2 separate regions of the Hordeum vulgare genome follow, and region 2 is linked to region 1. Evidence: chromatin contacts called from public Hi-C data. All regions are on one chromosome and are shown on one strand. Each heading gives the region's core, a stretch centred on a gene start, on an enhancer-like site or on the middle of the called end of the contact. The rest is flanking DNA. Distances are from core to core; before and after follow the strand shown. Region 1 holds the start of LOC123425461 (vesicle transport protein GOT1-like). Region 2 holds the start of LOC123425464 (MFP1 attachment factor 1-like).

Region 1 (5,086 bases), core at 2,497-4,996:
TATGGACCTGTAGGTCTGTGTTGAACTAATCACACGTCATCGTGAGGGCAACAAGGTTGATTAAGAGTCCCTCCGTGATCGATCCCCCCTCCGACACGGTGCCGAAACGAAGCTCCAGATGGCATCCCATCGGAACAGAGACTTGCGGGAGCATAAAAAGTGTGCCGAGACTCCCTCTAGTGTTTTTAGGGTAGATGAGAATTTATTAGAGAAAGAATCGAGTCGGGATGGCCACGAGGGAGGCACAAGCAATGAGCCCCCCCCCCCCGAGATAGCGCCATGTTAGCTTGTGGTCACCTTGTGTGGCATCCAGCCTTATTCTAATGCTCGTTGGTCTTCTTTTGCTTCAGAAAAATCACAAAAAGTTTCAGGGCAATTGGACCACGTTTGGTATGTAAAACCCGCAAAGTAAAAAACACTCACAAAACAACAACTAACACTAGGCACTGGGGTAATAGGTTAGTGCTCAAAAATAATATAAAATGGTAAATAACTACCCCAAAAGTATTCTAGAATTATAATATATCAGCATGGAACAATAAAAAAATATAGATACATTGCACACGTATCACATAACTATCCACTTTTCTGTCAATTGCACAACAGTAATTTGTTTACCCACCGTATGCTATTTTTCATGAGAGATGCCATTAGGGAAAGCTATGACCCCCAGGTCTATTCACAACATATTAATAAAACCTTCATTACCTTGCTGCCATTTACTTGTTTTTATTTTATCTAGCTATCTACAATTATCTACACACCTCACTTGCTTGCAAATAACAAGACAAGAGAATTGACAAGCCTCTTGCCCGCGTTGGGTGCAAGTTGCTTGTTCTTTTGTGTGCAGCCGCTGAAGATAGTTGTGGTTGATATTCCTATTAGTTCTATAAACCTTGGTTTCATAAATGAGGGAAATACTTACCCACATTGTGTTGCGATAACCCGTTCCTCTTCACACGAATCCCAATGCAGATCACAAGTATCATGGCACAATTTCTGTTTCAGCACGTGTAGCAATAGTATCATAATTAATTTCAGAAGTAACATCATCAAGTTCATGTGACATATCAGGACGATCAACAGGTGGTGGTGTAACAAGTTGGTTCAAAATAGTAGGTGAATCAAAAGCAGAGTTAGATGACAGTTCCTTACCTCCTCTCATGCGAGAGGGGATGATGTTAGTTCGATTATCTTTCAAATTCTTCATAGTGGCAATTGGATATCCTCAAGTCAACACAATAAATAAAGCTATACTCCCCAGCAACGGCACTAGAAAAAGTTCTTGATAACCTACAAGTATAGGGGATCGCGAGAGTCTTCACGGGTAGTATTTCACACTAATTTATTTATTCGATACAAGGGGAGCCAAAGAATATCTATTGGATGTAAAAATTGAGTTGTCAATTCAATCGCACCTGGGATACCACTCTGCACCAAGGATTTAGTAGCACAACAAAATATAGTAGTAACAGTAACAATAATAGCAGCAACTTTGGTAACAGTAGTAACGGTAACAGTTAAGTAGCAGGTGTGACAGCAGCAGCAACAGTAGTAACTTAGCAAGATTCAGTATATGTAAAGCATAGGCACGTGGATCGGTGATGGATAATGATCTAGATGACATTGATCATGTAACAGTTACACACTAGGGCAACACGGAACTAGTTCCAATTCATCAATATAATGTAGGCATGTATTCCGTATATAGTCATACATGCTTGCGATAAGAACTTGCATGACATCTTTTGTCCTACCCTCCCCTGGCAACGGGGTCCTATTGGAAACTAAGGGATATTAAGGCCTCCTTTTAACAGAGAACCAGAACAAAGCATTAACACATGATGAATACATTAACTCCTCAAACTACAACAGTCATCGGAAAGAATCCCAATTATTGTCATCTTGGGGTATGCGGATCAAGACACATAATAGGTAACTACAACTTGCAAGATATGATCCAAATCACTCTCATATTCATGAAAACATAATAGGTTCAGATCTAAAATCATGGCACTGAGGCCCTAGTGACAAGCATTAAGCATAACAAAGTCATAGTGACATCAATCTCACAACATAGTGGATACCAGGGATCAAGCCCAACCAAACTTAACTCGATTACATGATCTATCTCATCCAATCCCACCATCGTCTAACAAGCCTACAAAGGAATTACTCACTCCCAGTGGTGAGCATCATGACGGTACTGATGAAGAAGGGTTGGTGATGACGATGACGATGAATCCCCCTCTCGAGAGCCCCAAACAAACTACAAATCAGCCCTTTGGAGGAAGAACAGGAGGTGGCGGCGGCTTCGTCTCGTGAAACGCAATGAAAACTTCTCTCTGGATTTTCTTCTTCGAAGATGTGATTTTTTACGACTGGAATTAGGGCCAGAGGAGCCACGTGGGCCCCACAAGCCATCAGGGTGCGACCTAGCGGGCGCCCTATTGGCTTGTGCCCCCTTGGCACACCTCCTTTGACAAGTCTTCGCTCCATAATTCCTTATAAATGCCATAAATAATGCATAAAAAGTTTTGTCCAATTTGAAAAACTTTTATTTTTGCAGAAAAATAACATCAAGGTAGTTCTGCTGAAAACAACATTAGTCCGGGTTAGTTTCATTCAAATCATGTAAATTAAAGGTCAAAACCAGAACAAAAGTGTTTGAAAAAGTAGATACATTAGAGACGTATGAGTAATTTCCTAATGGTTTTGGTGATGTGTCAACAATCATATAAAGTACCATAGAGAAGCGAAGGCGGGAGCATCCCGTTTATCTTCAAACTTGTTGAATCTTGCAACCAACAATAGCTATCTAGAGATATGTGGAGCTTATTGAGAAATTGGGATCCAAAAAATGTTACAATGGAGTCGGGCACATTGGAAGCTATTCAAGCATGTGGTGGATCGACTGAGATTTGGACTTCCTATACGACTATCTTAGCCGAAAGGTTTTAGAAAGCGGCTAGAACCGCTTTAGTCCTTTTTATTTATTGCCCTTGGGATAGAAATAGAGTGGTGCACAATTTAGCTGGATTCTCCTATCATTCGAATTCTAAGGGTTTCTTTTTTATTCAAAGGACTCTCAAATGAAATATTTCCTATGCGGGTTGTTTGATTTGTAGGATTGCAAATTATAGGAAATTGTCCTTAGGATTCATAGAAAACTTTTCATCCACTCCAAACCTCTTTGAAAGAATCTTATGTATTTCCTATGCACAACACAACCAAGCACGTTTACAATCTTGTAGTACGAGTAGTAATTAAGGTGACATCTCACTATGTTCTTAAAAATATATTGTTGTGTTTCGCAATTCTTGCAGATAAAAGATGCACTAAAATGTTTTGGGATGAAGATCCCCTAGTTTACTTTTATTTTCAAAAATATTGTTAATCGTTTGAGCCTTAATAAAGTGCATTGATGGTAATGGTATTCAGTAAAAAAACAATCTTGTTAGGACATTCCACTTGTACCATCCCCATTGGCCGGATGGCCTCATCGCCCTAAACCCTCGAGCCGAAGAGACGTGCTACTTCAAGGGCAAGCAAGTCCAGCCCGCCACGCGCACCCAGCCACCGCGGGCCCTCCTCTGCTCAGCGCCGCACGAGCCCAACGGCCGTTTTGAACCGGCCATGGCCGTCCGATCGCACCCTCGGCCGCTCGCGCCGACCGATCCGACGGCACGGGCTCGCGTCCGACCCCGCAAATAAGAACGGAGAAGGGCTTCTTCTCCGCGACAACCGTTCCGTTCATTCGCACCCCCGGCCTGAAGCCCCGAACCGACTCTCGTCTCTCGCCACTCGCCGCTCCCCCCCTCGACTTCGCCGTCTCCGGCCGGCGCCGCGCTCTTCGGGGCGTTCGACAGAGGTGCGTGCGCGTGCTTCTGCTTACCCCCTGATCACTCGCTCGCGGGAGCGCGAGATCCCCTCTCCTCCATTCCGCGTGCGTTTCCCGAGGTTTCTCGGTGTGCGTGCGAGTTGATTTGGTCGATTCCGTTGCGGCGCGGCGCGTGTCTGGTTTCCGGCCGGGTTTGGGTTTTGGTACATTGTTTCGTGGAGTCCTGATGCTGCAGCGCCTTGATCCTCTGACATGGTTCTTCTGTCCTTCGTTGCTGTTGCAGGCGGTCGCTGCTCGCGCGCGTGTGGCGGCGGGCGGGCGCGATGGTTTCCTTCGACATGAATGACCGCAAGAGTACGTGACTCCACAACCGCCCCCCTCCCCCTTCCTTCTCCCTCTCTCCTTCTAGCGCGATTCGTGTGTCGTTCGTTGCGAGATTGGGAGGTGTTTGCTCTCTCGCCAGTCTCGTAAATTATTCGTCTCGCACTTGGCCCCGTCTGCTGCTCTGGTGTCGAAAGCCGTAGGGGATTGAGATGGTTGTTTTGTTTTCTGTAGCTACAACTGATCCAATGGTGATTCGCGCCTTGGTTGCTACGAATTCTGCTCCGTATTTTACAGTCCGATGGGTTTACTGTCAAAGTTAGCAGTATTGGTTTGGTGTGTAGAATCTCGCCGAAATTCAGCGATGTTTTATCTCAGGGTTTGATTAGTGTGAATTATTCGCTGTTGGTATGATGTCGTTGCGTTAATTCTTTTGGTCCACTGTTTACATGTGGCAAAACTATTCTTCTATCATTGCTTCTGGGTAGGATTAGAAGTGTGTGATTTCTAATGTTTCATGTTTGGCAGACAGATGTGTAGAAAATTAACTAGCGATTATGAGTATGACATCTGTTCAGAATAAGAACCACTCATGCTATTCGGTATTTTACTGCTTGGTCATTGGTTGGTGTACACATTTTCAGGTAGTAATAATCAGGAGGCACCATCTAATAGTTGCTAACTGCTAAATATAGCAGTTGGTGTACAAATTCTTCTATGCTTAATTTTACAGTCCGATGGGTTCACTGTGCAAGTTAACAGTATTGGTTTGGTGTGTTGAATCTGTCCCAAATTCAGCGATGTCTTGTCTCAGGGTTTGCTTAGTGTAAATTATTTGCCGTTAGTATGATCATGATGTCGTTGCATAAATGTTTTTGGTCCACTATTTGAATGTGGCAAACTATTCCTCTCTCATTGCCTCTG
Region 2 (5,154 bases), core at 1,634-4,133, 190 kb before region 1:
TTTCGACGCCAAAGCCCAAGTGCTCCTCAAGACTGGTGGTGCAAAAGACCCATGGTAGGTATTGAATGTTGCGCCAAATGCCAGAAGAAGGTTTTCAGTTTAGATGGCATCGTGATTTTCCACAGGTTTGTCCATTCTCTGCTGTCATAATTAGTGTAGGAGGATCCTTCTTCACCATACAACCATGCTTCTCTATTCAGCTTAGTCCTTTGAATCATTATGCAAGCGCTCCTAACTGTGAAGAGGCCCCTTCCCTCCTTACTCCATGCCCAAAAATCCGGTATTTGCCTTGTATAAAGGGGAATTTTCAGGATTGCTTCCACATCAATGTGTATAAAGACCGACCCGATGAGGTGTACATTCCAGGAGCTAGTAGTATGGTGAATGAGTTCAAACACCCTTGTTGGTGGATCAGGAACAAGCGATGTTATAGGCCTCCTGATACTATCCCGAGGGATCTAGTTGTCACTCCAGATGTTAGTAGACTCCCCATCATGAATACACTTTATTAGTCCTTGAAGCACATCTGTTCGATCCAAAACAGCTCTCCAAATCTACGAGGGGTGAGCTCCCAAATCAGCCTCAAAGATGGACGAGTGCGGATAGTATGCATCCTTCAGAATCCACGTGCTAAGAGCATATGGGTTTTGTATCATAAGCCAAGATTGCTTGGCGAGAAGAGCTAGATTAAAAAATATCTAGATCGCGAAAGCCAAGTCCGCCCAAGTGTTTGGGCTTTGTCATCACATCCCAAGCTATCCATGTCGGTTTTCGTTTCCCTTCTTACTTCCTCACCAGAACTGTTTGATCAAAGATGTTACACTATCACATAAGCCGCGGGGGTAAGCGAAAACATTGCATTGAGTACATTGGGATGGCCCGCGCCACTGATTTGATCAACACCTCTTTCCCTGCTGCACACAAGATTTTCTGCATCCACCCTCTAACTTTTTCCATACTCGATCAAGCAAATATTTGAACACCCATTCTTCGGGTGATCCATATCTGTAGGCATACCCAGATACCGGTCGCTGAGAGATTCGTTTTAAAATTCCAGAGTAATTTTTATACTATCCGTACCCCTTGCGGGCAATCCTGACCGAAGATGGAAGATTTTTCATGATTTATTTTTACCCCGCTGTCAAGAAGTACCTCTCTAGTACTCCCTCTATAAAAAAAATAAAAACCCATGGAAGATCCAATGAGTGATTTTGCCTTTCTTCACGCAACAAAACGGAATGTGGGAGTGAGACAGCATCAGACGACCCTGCAGCCCATATACCGCCTCGATAGTAAAACCCATGGGCGCACGGCGCACGCTGGTCGTGTTCACGTGAGAGTGATGTTTGTTTTAAACCTTGAGATTGTAGACCTCGTCGTAAACGAACCCTCACCTTTAAACCCCTGAAATCTATACCCTGTACTCAAGAATCCCAGCCTATCTCAACCCTTGACCCGTTTGGCACACAGGGAAAAAGATGATCCTGATCAGGATCAAGCTCTACAACTGATATGTGTAGTCTCCCATCACGCCAGAGCCAGACAACTCGCCATGTGTGAACGGCGGCAACATGTTGATGGTGGAACACACATTGCAGTTGCTGATCATGGTGAAGAGCCCGACTACGACTGCGTCGGAGGTAGCCACCCGCGTTTTGTCGATGGCGACACCGTTGCTGGCGGTCCGGTCACAAAGTAGCCGGGGTTCCTGGCGAAGGGCTTCCAGATCGGGATGCCGAGCATCGTGATGGACAGTCGGTCCGCTAGGGGCACGAGGAAGAACACGCAGCCGACAAAAATGACCGCGCCCACGCCGTCGATGTTGAACCCGGTCCTGCCGTTGCTCGGGAGGCAGAGCATGATCGAATTCGCCACCTTCTGTGTCTGGCCACCGGGATCGAGAACGAGGCCCTGGAGCACGCGACCTCGGCGACGCCGTGCCGCTCGCCGTCTACGATCGGGCACATCGTGGTGGTGGCCGGACGTCCTCCCTCAGGCAGCTCTCAGTGCCCAGCCGTGCTCCAGGCTAGCCGCAGCTGCGAGCCGTCGGAGCAGTCGCCGCCTCCCTCCAGATGTGTGCGTCCAGCGGCCACCTACCTCCGATCGCCGACCGGGCGTCTGCATGCTGGTTGCTTTGCTGTTGCTGCTTCGCTGCGTTGCTTGCTTGCGTCATTGGTAGTCAGGCTGCAGATATGATCCACACCAGGAGAGAGGATGCCTCGTGCAGCGGCGCGGCCCATGGCGGCGGCGACCGGGCTTTGTTGATTGGAATCGATGATGTGAAGAAAGGCACGTACAAGATTGATCATGCAATCGTGCGTTGATGGTTAGTTATACATTGCATACGTGTATGCGTTCTACTGTTTATGTGTTTGCACATTCGTACTCGGCTGTAGCATTGCGAACGGGCCGCTTTGCATATAGTAATATCCAAGAGCTAGATCGTTGTGGAGAACTGGAGATCAGATGGACGGCACCTCCTCTCGAGCGCTCCTAAATGTGGCCGATACAGTCACCCAGTCCGCGCACAAGAACCAACTACGCTGCATTGCTGCCCGGTTTGCATGGGCTCACGCCAAGGGAGAAAGAGAAGATGAGACATAGATGAAGAAGATGAAGATGACACATAGGCCCATGTTGTCATTCAGAGAAATGAGCGATCTCCATCGGGATTGTGCTTACAAACAGGTCTAGGATTGGCTAAGGGTTGAAAACAACCGGGATTAAAAAAACAGGGTGCAAACTTTACGGATTTAAAGATAAGACTTCATTTTAAACGAGCTCTACAATCTAAAGGTTTAAAACAGACTTCACTCTTCACTTGACGGGACACGTGAGCCGTCACCCTCACCCGTGACGCGAACCAAACCAGACCCAACCTACCAAGTCTCCAACCCACCCCACAGACCAGAAGCACAGCTCGCTCTCCTCCCACTCCACGCCACAGATCTCTCCCTCTCTGCTCTCCACACCATGGCCGAGGACGCCCCCAACGCCGGCGCCGAGGGCGTCCACCCCGCGCCCACCGAAGCCTCCGCCGACGCCGCTACCCCTCCGGCGTCGGCAGAGAAGGCCTCGCCGGAGACGCTGCTCCCGTCGCTCAGCATCTGGCCGCCGTCGCAGCGCACGCGCGACGCCGTTGTGCGGCGCGTCGTGCAGACCCTGTCCGCGCCCAGCGTCCTCTCCCAGCGCTACGGCGCCATCCCGGAGCCGGAGGCCGAGGCCGCCGCCGCCGAAGTCGAGGCCGAGGCCTTCGCGGCCGCATCGGAGTCAGCCGCCGCCTCCCCAGCCTCCCTGGAGGAAGGGATCGAGGTCCTCCAGGCGTACTCCAAGGAGGTCAGCCGCCGCCTCCTCGAGCTCGCCAAGTCGCGCGCCACTGCCACCGCCGCTGCAGGGACCCCTGCGGAGCCGAGCGCTGAAGAGTCTGAGGGTTCGTCGGCGACTGCTCCGCCCCCAACGGAGGAGTAAGGTGCTAGCTCCGAGCTTTGATCCACTAAGATGTGCTGCTATTTTGGCATTTCGTTGGAGATTATCTATTGTTACTACTACTTCTACTACTACTACTTTACTAGAGATGCCTATGAGATGGGGAATTGATGTTTGTTTCATGAACCTGGTACCTTGCTACAAACTTTAAGCCATATCAGCCTATCAGGGGTGCATCATTGTCCTTAAGGTGTGCATGAATGATTCATCAGGTCATCTGTAACGCCTGCAGTAGATTGCAAGCAGATTGTACCAATGAATATTTGTACTAATGGTGCTAATTGTATGCTTGTTCCTTCAGTGTTGAGTTTGTTCTCGTTTGGATGGTGTAGCAGTGCGTGCTTTGGCCCATTAATCTTATGGACTTGGACGGCGTTAGTTCTTAGGTACTGTATTCCCTCTGTCTTGTAATAACATCTCATATTATGGGGCGGAGGGAGTAGTCATTGGTTCTTTAGGTTTCATTCTGTTGAAAGTAGTATATTGCTGAGCTGATTAAGTAAACCCTCCGTTCCAAAATAAGTGACTGAACTTTGCACTAATTTTATGCTGAAGTTAGTACAAAGTTGAGTCACTTATTTTGGGACGGAGGGAGTACTATCTATTTTGAGTTGAAAATAGGCGCATATTGTTTTCCAAAACACGCATGGGTTTATAAGTGTTTTTGGGTGTTTATTTAACTTTAAACTACAGTATTTCATTTCTACGTTAGGATAGATCAATGCTAGTCAGTTTTTGGTTGGCTGAATGGAGCTGCTAACATTGCATCCAAGACAGCAACTAGCATAGTAACATGTACTACTAGTAGTTGGCATTCCAATGAAGAGTACCCGATTGCAATACTAGGTGTGCACTATGCAGCTACGTCTGCGTACAGAATTAAGTTATTTTAAATTAGTTGGTCATGTGTTGCTAGATGAGAAGCACAGTTTACCAAATGCTAAATCTTGAAGCTTCAGTTTCTTCTACCTATGCTTTATGCCAGCTGTCAAGAATAAATGGTCTGAATTAAAGAAAACCAGCATGGAGTTTATGTGAATGAAAGAAGGTTTAGCTTTGCTTCAAAATTAAGTGAATGCAATACTCCCTCCGAACCATATTAATTGTCGCAGCTTTAGTGCAACTTTGGAAATAGTTTAGGTGGTGTTTCTTTACCTAGGGACTAGACTAAAAAGTCCGTTTTAGTCCCTAGGTAAAGAAACAGGAGGGACTTTTCCTTAACGGACTAGAAAAAGTCTTTATTGGAGGGACTTTTTTCTTTAGTCTCTGGGACTAAAAAAAGTCTAGTCCCTTGAAAAGAAACATCACCTTATTTGATTGAAAATAGTACTACCAATTTGGCTGGTTTTGCTTCAATGCTTATTTTAGGGCAACATACAAGACTAACCAATGTCTTCATAAGAGTCAACTTTGTCTTCTTTTTGTGAAAATTCTGATATTCTTCCACGTGATGCATCGACTGATAGTCTAGAGCTACCAGCCATGTATGTTGATGTTGTTTGTTGCCTTTTTTCTTTCTGGGGATGTTTGTTGGCTTGTGACTGTTCATGACATTGAATTATTGAAGCTAGCTACGGTTGATGCTGTTGATGTTTCTTAGTTTCCATAGTCAGTAGGTGCTACAGTTCTTTCATGGTGAATTGTTTTCTGGTACGTCCGTATACCTGG

The links. Hi-C and Micro-C count contacts between places; a contact is called where the count stands out from the background.
Region 2: a contact with region 1 is called in a Hi-C map of leaf, with 8 times the contacts expected there. The contact joins the promoter of LOC123425464 here to the promoter of LOC123425461 in region 1. A contact is called at or near these places in 2 of 6 Hi-C or Micro-C datasets (leaf and seedling) and 1 of 1 datasets of contacts at active chromatin or transcription factors (embryo).

Annotation. Positions count from the first base shown.
Region 1 is chr2H:119,690,945-119,696,030 of MorexV3_pseudomolecules_assembly, reverse strand. It overlaps LOC123425461 (vesicle transport protein GOT1-like), which reads left to right and starts at 3,746. Exons shown (of 7, transcript XM_045109166.1): 1 at 3,746-3,871; 2 at 4,125-4,195. The coding sequence starts at 4,165.
Region 2 is chr2H:119,875,048-119,880,201 of MorexV3_pseudomolecules_assembly, reverse strand. LOC123425464 (MFP1 attachment factor 1-like) reads left to right here and starts at 2,883. Exons shown (of 1, transcript XM_045109170.1): 1 at 2,883-3,786. The coding sequence starts at 2,974. The coding sequence ends at 3,468.